Regions from separate parts of the Oryctolagus cuniculus genome. Here region 2 is linked to region 1. The links are chromatin contacts, called in public Hi-C maps. All regions are on one chromosome and are shown on one strand. The core of a region is the stretch at or near the end of the contact, and the rest is flanking DNA. Distances in the headings are between cores, read along the strand shown. Region 1 overlaps NCKAP5L (NCK associated protein 5 like). Region 2 holds the start of AQP6 (aquaporin 6).

What was found. A called contact is a pair of places that touch in the nucleus more often than the background predicts.
Region 2: a Hi-C map of an unstated tissue shows a contact between it and region 1, with 2.6 times the contacts expected there. The contact joins the promoter of AQP6 here to the enhancer-like site in region 1. A contact is called at or near these places in 2 of 6 Hi-C or Micro-C datasets (ear pinna and an unstated tissue).

The regions. Positions count from the first base shown.
Region 1 is chr11:53,141,320-53,145,780 of mOryCun1.1, reverse strand. It overlaps NCKAP5L (NCK associated protein 5 like), which reads left to right. Exons shown (of 13, transcript XM_051845450.2): 11 at 1-133; 12 at 217-359; 13 at 515-1,341. The coding sequence ends at 727. Among named protein-coding and RNA genes, the nearest start is that of TMBIM6, 25 kb to the right of the region's middle. Within about 2 kb of position 2,595, at least 2 of the 8 cell types and tissues checked have an H3K27ac peak or open chromatin away from gene starts, as enhancers often do.
Region 2 is chr11:53,312,504-53,316,964 of mOryCun1.1, reverse strand. It overlaps AQP6 (aquaporin 6), which reads right to left and starts at 2,456. Exons shown (of 4, transcript XM_008256432.4): 1 at 999-2,456; 2 at 424-582; 3 at 197-277. The coding sequence starts at 1,391.

The DNA of each region.
Region 1 (4,461 bases), core at 1,346-3,845:
GCCCACACCCTGGAGCGGGAGGTGCCGGGCCTAGAGGAGCTCCTGGTGAGTGGACGGCACCCCAGCTTGCCAGCCTTCCCGGCACTGCTTCCGGCCGCCCCGAGCCACCGTGGCCATCAGAAGTGTCCCGAGGGTGAGTGTCAGCGGGCTGGCCAGGGGTCCTGGAGTGCTCTGGGAGCCGGCCGGCTGCATCCTCCTTCCCGTTGTCCTGGACAGATCCCTGTGAAGACCCAGGCCCAACACCCCCCGTGCAGCTGGCCAAGAACTGGACCTTCCCCAACACGAGGGCAGCGGGCAGCTCTGCGGACCCTTTCCTGTGCTCGCCCCGACAGCTGGAGGGGCTGCCCAGGAACCCCCTGGTGAGAGGCAGGGTGGGGAGCAGGGGATGACGGGGAGGCCAGTGTCTCCAGGGGGTGAGGATGAGGGAGCTTCTGCTGGCAGCTGCTGGGGCCACGCGGCCAGGTGACCAGGTGCACAAGGGGTGGGCCGTCCTCCAGCTACGTCTCCTTCGCAGGCCCTGCCCGTGGACCGGAAGCAGAACCTGGAGCCCAGCCGCCCGTCCCCTCCGCCGCAAGGCCCTGCCTTCGGGGGCAGCCGCACCCCTAGCACGTCGGATGTGGGCGAGGAAGGCAGGGCGGCCAGTGGAGGCCCTCCGGGCTTGGAGACCTCGGAGTCTCTCAGCGACTCACTGTATGATTCGCTGTCCTCCTGCGGGAGTCAGGGCTGAGGGCCGGCCCCCTGCGCTCTCCGTGCTGCCCTGAGACGCCGCAAGGCGGCAGGTGCATCAGAAGAAGGTGACGGGGGTCCCCGGCATAGCCCACCGCCCATGCTCAGCTCAGGGAGAGACCCCCCCAGCCCCGGCCCCTTCTCACCCAGAGTAAGGCTCTTCCTGCAGGGGCCGGGGGCTCCCACGGCCGCCGTGGCCCAGCCCCCAGCCCCCACGTCGGGCTGAGCCATCTTGTGGTGCTGGGCTTCCGGCCCACCAGCTGTGCCATCTCTGCCCAACCTGGCTGCTCCCTGCCCCGAAGGCCCCGTGGGGTCGTCCCAGGATCCCGCACTGGTGGGGTGTGGGGTGCGGGGGACAAGTTGCCTTCTGCCTTGCCCTGGCCCTCCCTGCTGTCTGGATGGTGCTGCCCCCACCCCACCCCCCCACACACACTGCCCCATGTCCTTGGGGTCGATTTGTCTGTCTGGTTTTTATATATATATATAAGTGCCCGGCCCGGTCCCCTCCCCCCAGCCCCGCACTGCGGTTAATTTATGTGTCGTTACACAACGTGGCTGCTCTGCTCCCAGCCTCTGCTTCTGCCGGATCCCTAATAAAACCTGGAGCCCCTCGCACTCTGGCTGGGCTGTCATGTGGGAGGACTTGGCGGGGGGTGTCAGGGGTGGGCGTCTCCCTTCCAGCTGGCATCGCCAGTCTGTGACTGGCCAGGGACCTGGGCTCCCTGTGTACTGCTCGGCCAGCAAGTGGAGCTGGCTGGAGTTACCCTCAAAGGGGCAGAGGCTGGGGACGCGGGGTGGCTTAGGCCTACTAAGCGACCCCAACCCCAGGGCTCTGGGCGGGGGTGGGGCCAAGCTGCCTCAGGCCAGGTCAGCTGTGGGCCTCCCTGGCGGGGGGGGGGGGGGTCATCCGCTGCTTCCTCCAAGCCTCTGCTCAGTCTCCCAGGTGCTCACTCCCCACATGCCTAGCTCAGATCTCAGCCAGAAGTTCCCTGGCATGGGAATTCAGTTTGGGAAGGAAGGATCGGAAACTGGGCTGTTGGGAAGGGCCCAAGCTTCCTTGTCATGGCATAGGGAACTGTGGGTTTCCGGTCCTCTGGCTGGTGATGATTTACTGGTGGCCAGGTGACAACCCACCCATCTCACAATGGCCAGCGGGTTGGACTGGGAAGACCTCCTTCCTGGCCGGGGTGCAAGGTGTGGCAATGTGACAAAGCCTGTTGCACATCACCTCCTGCTGACTTGGAGGCCACTGGGACAGAGCTGGGAGGCCCTGGATGTGTGGCTAGGGCTCTGGACAGTTTGTGTGTGATGTGGGGGGTTCCTGTAGGAACACGTCCTACTTTATGTTGGTACCAAAGGTCTATGACCCGGCTTGGGGAGTCCCTGGGCAGGGAGGATGGCTGGGCCCACTCAGAACTCTGGCCCAGCCTGTGCTGTGGCCAACCAGAGAGCTCGTGGGTCTTCCTTTCACACCAGCTCGTTCCAGCAGTGCCTCTCCAACCCCCAGTGCACCCTGAGAGCAAGACAGCACACACTGCTCCTCAAACACCCCCACAGTTCCCAAAGCACCAGTACATGCAAAGTAGATCAGTGCAGCCCGGGGTGCTCAGTGAGTGCCTGCCTGTGGCTGAGATGTGGTGGAACCCGACAGGGGTACTGTTTGCCTGTGAGCTTTGCACTGGTATTTGTTTATTTATTTAAAAAGATGGATTGGTTGACTTCAAAGGCAGAGTGACACTGAGAGAGAAGGAGAGACAGAGCTTCCGTTTGCTGGTTCACTTCCCAAATAGTTGTTACAACGCAGTCTGGGGCACCCTGGAGTCAGGAACTCCGGTCATCCGGGTCTCCCACATGGGTGCAGGGCTCAAGCACTCGGGCCGTCTGCTGCTTTCCCAGGTGCATTAGCAGGGAGCTGGATCAGAAGTGGAGCAGCTTGGGGCTTGAACCAGTGCTCGCTCAGGGCTCTAAGACGCCAGCACTGCGGGTGGCACCACAGTGCCGGCTTGTCTTCTGCCTGGACTTGAACTCCCTCCCTGGGAGCTTTCCTGAGAGCCAGGGCTTGACTTCGCCTGACCTGAAGTCAGGAGTCAGCCTCGCAGCCTGGTTTCGTTGAGAAGTCCCAATCCCATTTCCTCGGGTCATTCTATTCCCAGGTCGCTCTCGCTCTTTCTCTCTCTCTCTCTCTCTCTCTCTAGCCCTTTGGATTTCTGGGCCAAGAATAAACTGGTTTCCCAAAAGCTGCCGGGAAGTCTGCGTCCTCCTCCTGACTTGGAGTTTCTCAAGCGCTTTGCTCTGCTCGGGCCTGCAAGATTACCTCATTTCCTACTGGGCATTGTTCGCCCGAAGGAGAGTTCTGTGGCCTTTCCGGGAAGGAGTTGGGCCTGGGTCTGACTCTCACTCCGCTTCATCCCGGCTGAGACCCAAGGGCCCAGCTGCCCTCTTCCCAGCAACCTGCTGCCCTGTGCTGCCCTCTGGTGGTGGCACATGTGAAGTGCCCCCTGGGCTTCCAGCACAGTGGCCTAATGTAGCACGTGTACACACACACACACACACACACACACACACACACACACGTGCTGATTCCCCAGCGTGCAGCCAAAGCCCTTTGGGGACCCAGACCACCATCCCACAACCACACAAGTGTGCACCCAACACGCAGGCCGGATGTCCCATCCGCAATAATTCAGGGGCTGGGCTGGGGTGCTGGGGGGACACTCAGGCAAGCCGCAGGAGTCCTGGGAAACCAGTTTCTTCTAGGACTCAAGGAAGGGCTTGGCTAAAACCCACGTGACCCTTCGTATTTGGGCTTGCAGTATCTGCGGGCAGCATTCAAGTGACCTCGCGCCTGTGTCCGTGGACAGTGGGTGAGTGGGCTTGCCTCCCGCTTGTGCAAGACCCTGTCTACTGCCTCCCAAGCACAGGAGGCCGCCGTGTCCAGAACACCCAACCCCCTCCAACCCCAAGGGTTGTCCCAAAAATGTAAACTGAGGTTTTCTCTTGGTTGCCGGTGTTGTTTTATTTCCTTCTTTACTCTTTTTTTTTTTTTAAAGACTTTCTACAAATAGTATGTTTTGTTTTCTTTATCGAAAAAAAAGTCTCAAAAAAGAAACCACCGCGCTGTGCATGCAGCGCCCCCTGCCTGTGGCCCGGGTGAGTGCATCCAAGCCTCCAAGCCACAGGAATTCCAGGTAAATGCAGGTGAGCATTTCTGTGATCCTGGAGTGGCCAAGAAACTTTTTTAACTGTTAAAATATAAAAAGACATACAAATGATAAAGTATGAGGCATTTATAAAAAGCTCATGACAAAATGAGTATTATGAGAAACTATGCCTGGACTTCAGAATTTTACATTCTTTTTTTTGACAGTTAGTGAGAGAGAGAGACAGAGGGAAAGGTCTTCCTTCCATTGGTTCACCCCCCAAATGGCCAGCACGGCCGGCGCACTGCACCGATCTGAAGCCAGGAGCCAGGTGCTTCCTCCTGGTCTCCCATGCGGGTGCAGGGCCCAAACACTTGGGCCATCCTCCACTGCCCTCCCAGGCCACAGAAGAGAGCTGGACTGGAAGAGGAGCAACTGGGATGCCAGTGCCACAGGCGGAGGATTAACCAAGTGAGCCACGGTGCTGGCCCACATGGGAGACCTGGAAGAAGCTCCCAGCTTCAGATCAGCCCAGCTCCACCTGTTGTGGACATTTGGGGAGTGAACCAGTGGATGGAAAACTTTTCTCTATTTC
Region 2 (4,461 bases), core at 1,207-3,706, 170 kb before region 1:
GGCTGACTCACTCAGCCTTCCCAGTCTAGGGGGGTCCTCCCCACGCCAAAGCGCCAAAGCGGCTCAGGATGGCCTGGGGGCGCCGCTTATCTCCCCGAACCACACAGGGCCCTTTGCTGGCAAAACCCAGCCTTTACTGCCTACTGCCGTTAGGCGAGGTCTCTTCTTTCTCCCAAGCGGCCAGCGAGGGCCTCACCCAGTGCACGGTGAACTTTCCGACGACGACGGCAGGACCGAAGGAGCGGGCCGGGTTCATGGAGCAGCCGGTGAAGTAGAGCTGCGAGGAGACAGGGTGCTGTGGGGAGGCTCTGAGCCCAAAGCACAGAGTCCCAGACCTGCCGCACTGCACACCGCCGCCCCGGCCTCCCGCGCCGGACTTCCAGCACGTGCGCCTGCACGGCCTCGCTGCTGTCCTGTATTTACCCCAATGAGGTGGCCCACTGCCACAGAGGCCCCAATTATGGCAGCCGGGGAACCCGAGGCCTGGCGGCTGTCGGTGGAGGCGAAGACGCAGAGCACCAGCTGCAGGGTCAGAACCAGCTCCACCGCCACCGCCTGCCCGGTGGAGGCTTCATTCCGCACCTGGTGGAACCGGGACAGACGTGAGAGTGGGTGCGGGCTCCACCTGCGCAGCAGGACCGCTCCGCCCACCCCCGGGGGCGCCGGCGGGTGGGACGCAGGACCCTCGCAGAGCTGGAGCTGGAGGAGAGGGTTCAGGGAAGTAGAACTTAGACTGAAGAAGCGATCCCTGTGGCTTCTTCTCAGCTTTCTCACACCACAGTCCATTCCTATCCTACCCAGATAAGGCCAAGGTCAGGTTGCTCTGCGTGCCAGGGCCGGCTGTGAGCTGGTGTGGAGCCTGTGGCTGAACCGCTTTCTCCTTGCCTCCCTCTCCTCCGGCCTGGCACCCCACCCTTGCTTAAACTACCTCCCCTGGCCCCTGCCAGGTGTCCCCTGCCCATGCACCTGCCACTCGCCCCTCCCCCCGCTCCACCTACCATGTTGATGGCGAGGGTCTCTCGGATGTCTCCTGGAGTGACCCCGTAAAGCAGAGCGGCTCCCGCAGTGGCCCCCGCCAGCTGAGCCACCACGTAGGCCACAGCTCGGGGCAGAGAGATGTGTGAGCCCACGAGGAAGGCCAGCGTCACGGCGGGGTTGAGGTGGGCCCCGCTGGCCTTCCACGAGATCTGCACGACCATGGCCGTGGCCATGTTGAAGGTGATGGCAGTCTGCAGTACAGAGGGGAGTGCCGAGGGCCATTTCATGGCCGAGCCCACGCCAAAGAACACATACAGCCCCGTGGCCAGGAACTCAGCAAACAGCGCCCGGCTGATGGCCGCCCAGAGCGTGCATGCCAGCCTGTTTCCTGAGCAGCATGTCGCCGGCTCCATGTCTTGTGCCTTGCGTCTCAGCTGTCGCACTCTTGCTCCAGGGCCTCTGCTCTGTCCCCTGTGTCTCTGCCTGGCTCTAGCTCTGCGCGCTTCTCTGGCCGTCCACCTGCCTCTCTTTCACCACATGGCTGTCGCGAGGAACGTGCTGCTCCCACGGGGACAGTAGGTTATGTACGCCTCGGTGGTGGTGTGAGGGGTGGTGCTGTGTGCCTGCTCCACTCTGAGCTCAGCTGACAGGACAGGGTGCAAGGACGGAGGTGGGATAAAGGGTGCTCTTGGGCGCTGAGCTGGAACCGTGCAGGAAGTTTTCCGAGCCTGGCTGAACCCGGCTCATGCGGCAGGTAGAGGTCTTGCCCCAGGGTTGCAGGTTCAGGGCACGGGAGCAGGGGGGAGACCTGGGGAGCATTGGATTTCCAGGGCGTTCTGTCCCCAAGGTCAGCTTAGATGGAGCAAGATCACTCATCCCAGGGGCTCCTGGGCTAGGTCCCCTCCTCCAGGCTCTGTCCCCAAATTGGCTGAGTGCTCTGAGCTCCTAAGATATGAAATTGAAATCCTGCTCACAGAGAACAGAGCCCACAGCCCTCAGGATGTGGGCCTGGGGAGGGGGCAGCGGGGCAGACGGAGGAGGGGCTTATTCCACAGCTTCTCAAACTGGGTCAGCCCCTACCCATGGCAGCGGGCGCCTCTGCTGTCCAACGTGGGAACATCCAATGGCCTTCACTCTCCCTCCATCCCCCCGCCTCTCCCAGGGCTCTCTGGGCTTCTCCCCCCTCTCAGGACGGGGAGAGGGGAGAAATTCCTCTCATTTGGGAATCAGAGCAGCTTACCCACTTTTGGGCCATGCTGGCCCTGGGGTCAGCCTTGTCCTAGGCTCTCTCCTTGAGAAGACAGCAGCGCTGTAAGAACATCCACCTGGCCTCGCCTGCCCACAGGTGTCCCTGCTGTCCCCAGGCTCTTAGATGGGGCCCTCCCCTCTCCCGGCCCCCTCGGCGCTCCATGGGTGGCAGGCACCTGGGCAGCACCCTGGGCCCTCCTCTCCCTCCGTCCCTGGTCCCATCCCAATGTAAGTCCTGCTGATTTTGAATCCTAACGATTCCTTCTCTGTGCCCTCCTTGCCACCCCCGCCGCCCTGCAGCCACAGCCAGCCTCTCTGCTCCCTTGCTCCGCTCCAATCAATTCTCCACACTGCAGCCCGAGTGATCTTTCTAAAATGCAAATCTGATCCTGCTGCTCCCTGGCTAAAATCCCTTCAAAGCCTCAGTCCCTCTGGAAACTCCACGCCTGGCTTACAAGGCCCTCTGCGATCCTCTTTCCCCTCCCCTCTCCCTGCTCCTCACCTCACCCTTACCCATGGGGGTCTCCCCTCTTTTTTGGGGGGCCCTTTCCATGGGTAACTCCTATCCCATCCTAGGGTTCAGCTTCAAGGCCACTTGCTCATTCCCTGGGTGAGGACCCCCCCACTGCTGTGTGCACTGCAGTCACCCATGGGGGGCTTGTCCCAGTGTTAATGTGTCTCCCCAGTGTGACTGGAGCTGAGACCTATCCATTCCTTCGTGGAGTGTCTTGCATGGAGACTGGCCACAATGAGTGCCGGGGTAGCATTCACGGAATGAGGTCATGCGTGCATGAATGAAATTTCTTGACTTCCTGAAGGCAAATGACTTTTGTGTCAGCTTCATTTCAGCCTGTGATTCTTCTTTCTTTCTTTCTTTCTTTCTTTCTTTCTTTCTTTCTTTCTTTCTTTCTTTCTTTCTTTCTTTCTTTTTTTTTTTTTAGATTTATTTGAAAGGCAGAAGGAGTGGGAAGAGAGAGAGGTCTTCCATCTGCTGGTTCATCCCCCAGGTGGCCGCAACAGCAGAAGCTGCGCTGATCCGAAGCCAGGAGCCAGGAGCTTCTTCCAGGTCCCCGACGTGGGTGCAGGGGCCCAAGGACTTGGCCATTTTCTGCTGCTTTCCCAGGTCACAGCAGAGAGCTGGATCAGAAGTGGAGCAGCCGGGACTTGAACCAGTGCCCATATGGGATGCCAGCACTGCAGGCATTGGCTTTACCCGCTATGCCACAGCGCCGGCCCCTTATTTTCTTTTAAATTATCTGTTTGACAGGCACAGAGGCAGAGATGGAGAGAGCTCTCATCTACTGGTTCACTCCCCAAATGCCTGCAACAGCTGAGGCTGAGTGGGCCAAGGCCAGGAGCCAGGTCTCCCACGTGGGTGGCAGGAACCCAATCGCTGCTTCCCAGCATCTGCACAGCAGGAAGCTGGAGTCAGGACCTGGAGGCGGGCTGTGTGGGATGCAGGCGTCTTATCTGGAACCTTAACAGCTGGGCCGCGCGCCTGCCCCTGGTCTGTGAGTCTCACAGCCTTATACCCACTCTCATCTGAGACTGAGCCCTCTGCCCCCTCCAGGTGAGACACCCCAACTCTGGGCCTCGGGTGCTTCCCATGTGCCCTCAGTTCTTGTCCAATCCTTTGCTCCTCCCCTTCTCCTCCTCCCGCTCCGGCAGCCTCACTGCACCTTTCCAGGAAAGCCCTTTGAGCTTGCTCTTGGCCGTGCCCCTCCCCTAAGAGCCCCCCCCCCCAAGCTCCACTTTTTCCTGCACACCTCCCCCGCCCCATCTGCTCAGCTGCTGGAACTGCTGCTCTGACGGCCCGCTCCCCGGCCTCATCAGGGGTGGCGACTCTGCTCAGCGACCCTCCCATCATCCCCAGTTGCCGCCCCCACACTTCATCCTCCCCCCTCCGTCAAGTGCCCTGCTCACTCTGGCAGCCCCCCCCCTTGGAGAGCCTGGCAACCAGACTTCCTGTATCCTTTCTCCCCAGCCACAAATGCACCTGCAGCCCTCAACAGCGGCCCCTGGGTGTTGGAGAGGAGGTGGCTCTTCTCTGCATCCAAGTCTGAAGGGGAGGGCGACCCTTGTTCCTTGGCTTCCTAGGAGTGACTGGCGCCCTCTAGAGGCCGTTGCCAGGCTCACCTGTGGCTCTTGTTCCTGGGACCCTCCAGGCCAAACACAGAGCAATGCAGAGTATGGTTTTGGAGTCCAGGGTACAGTCCCTCGCCATGGCACTGAGCT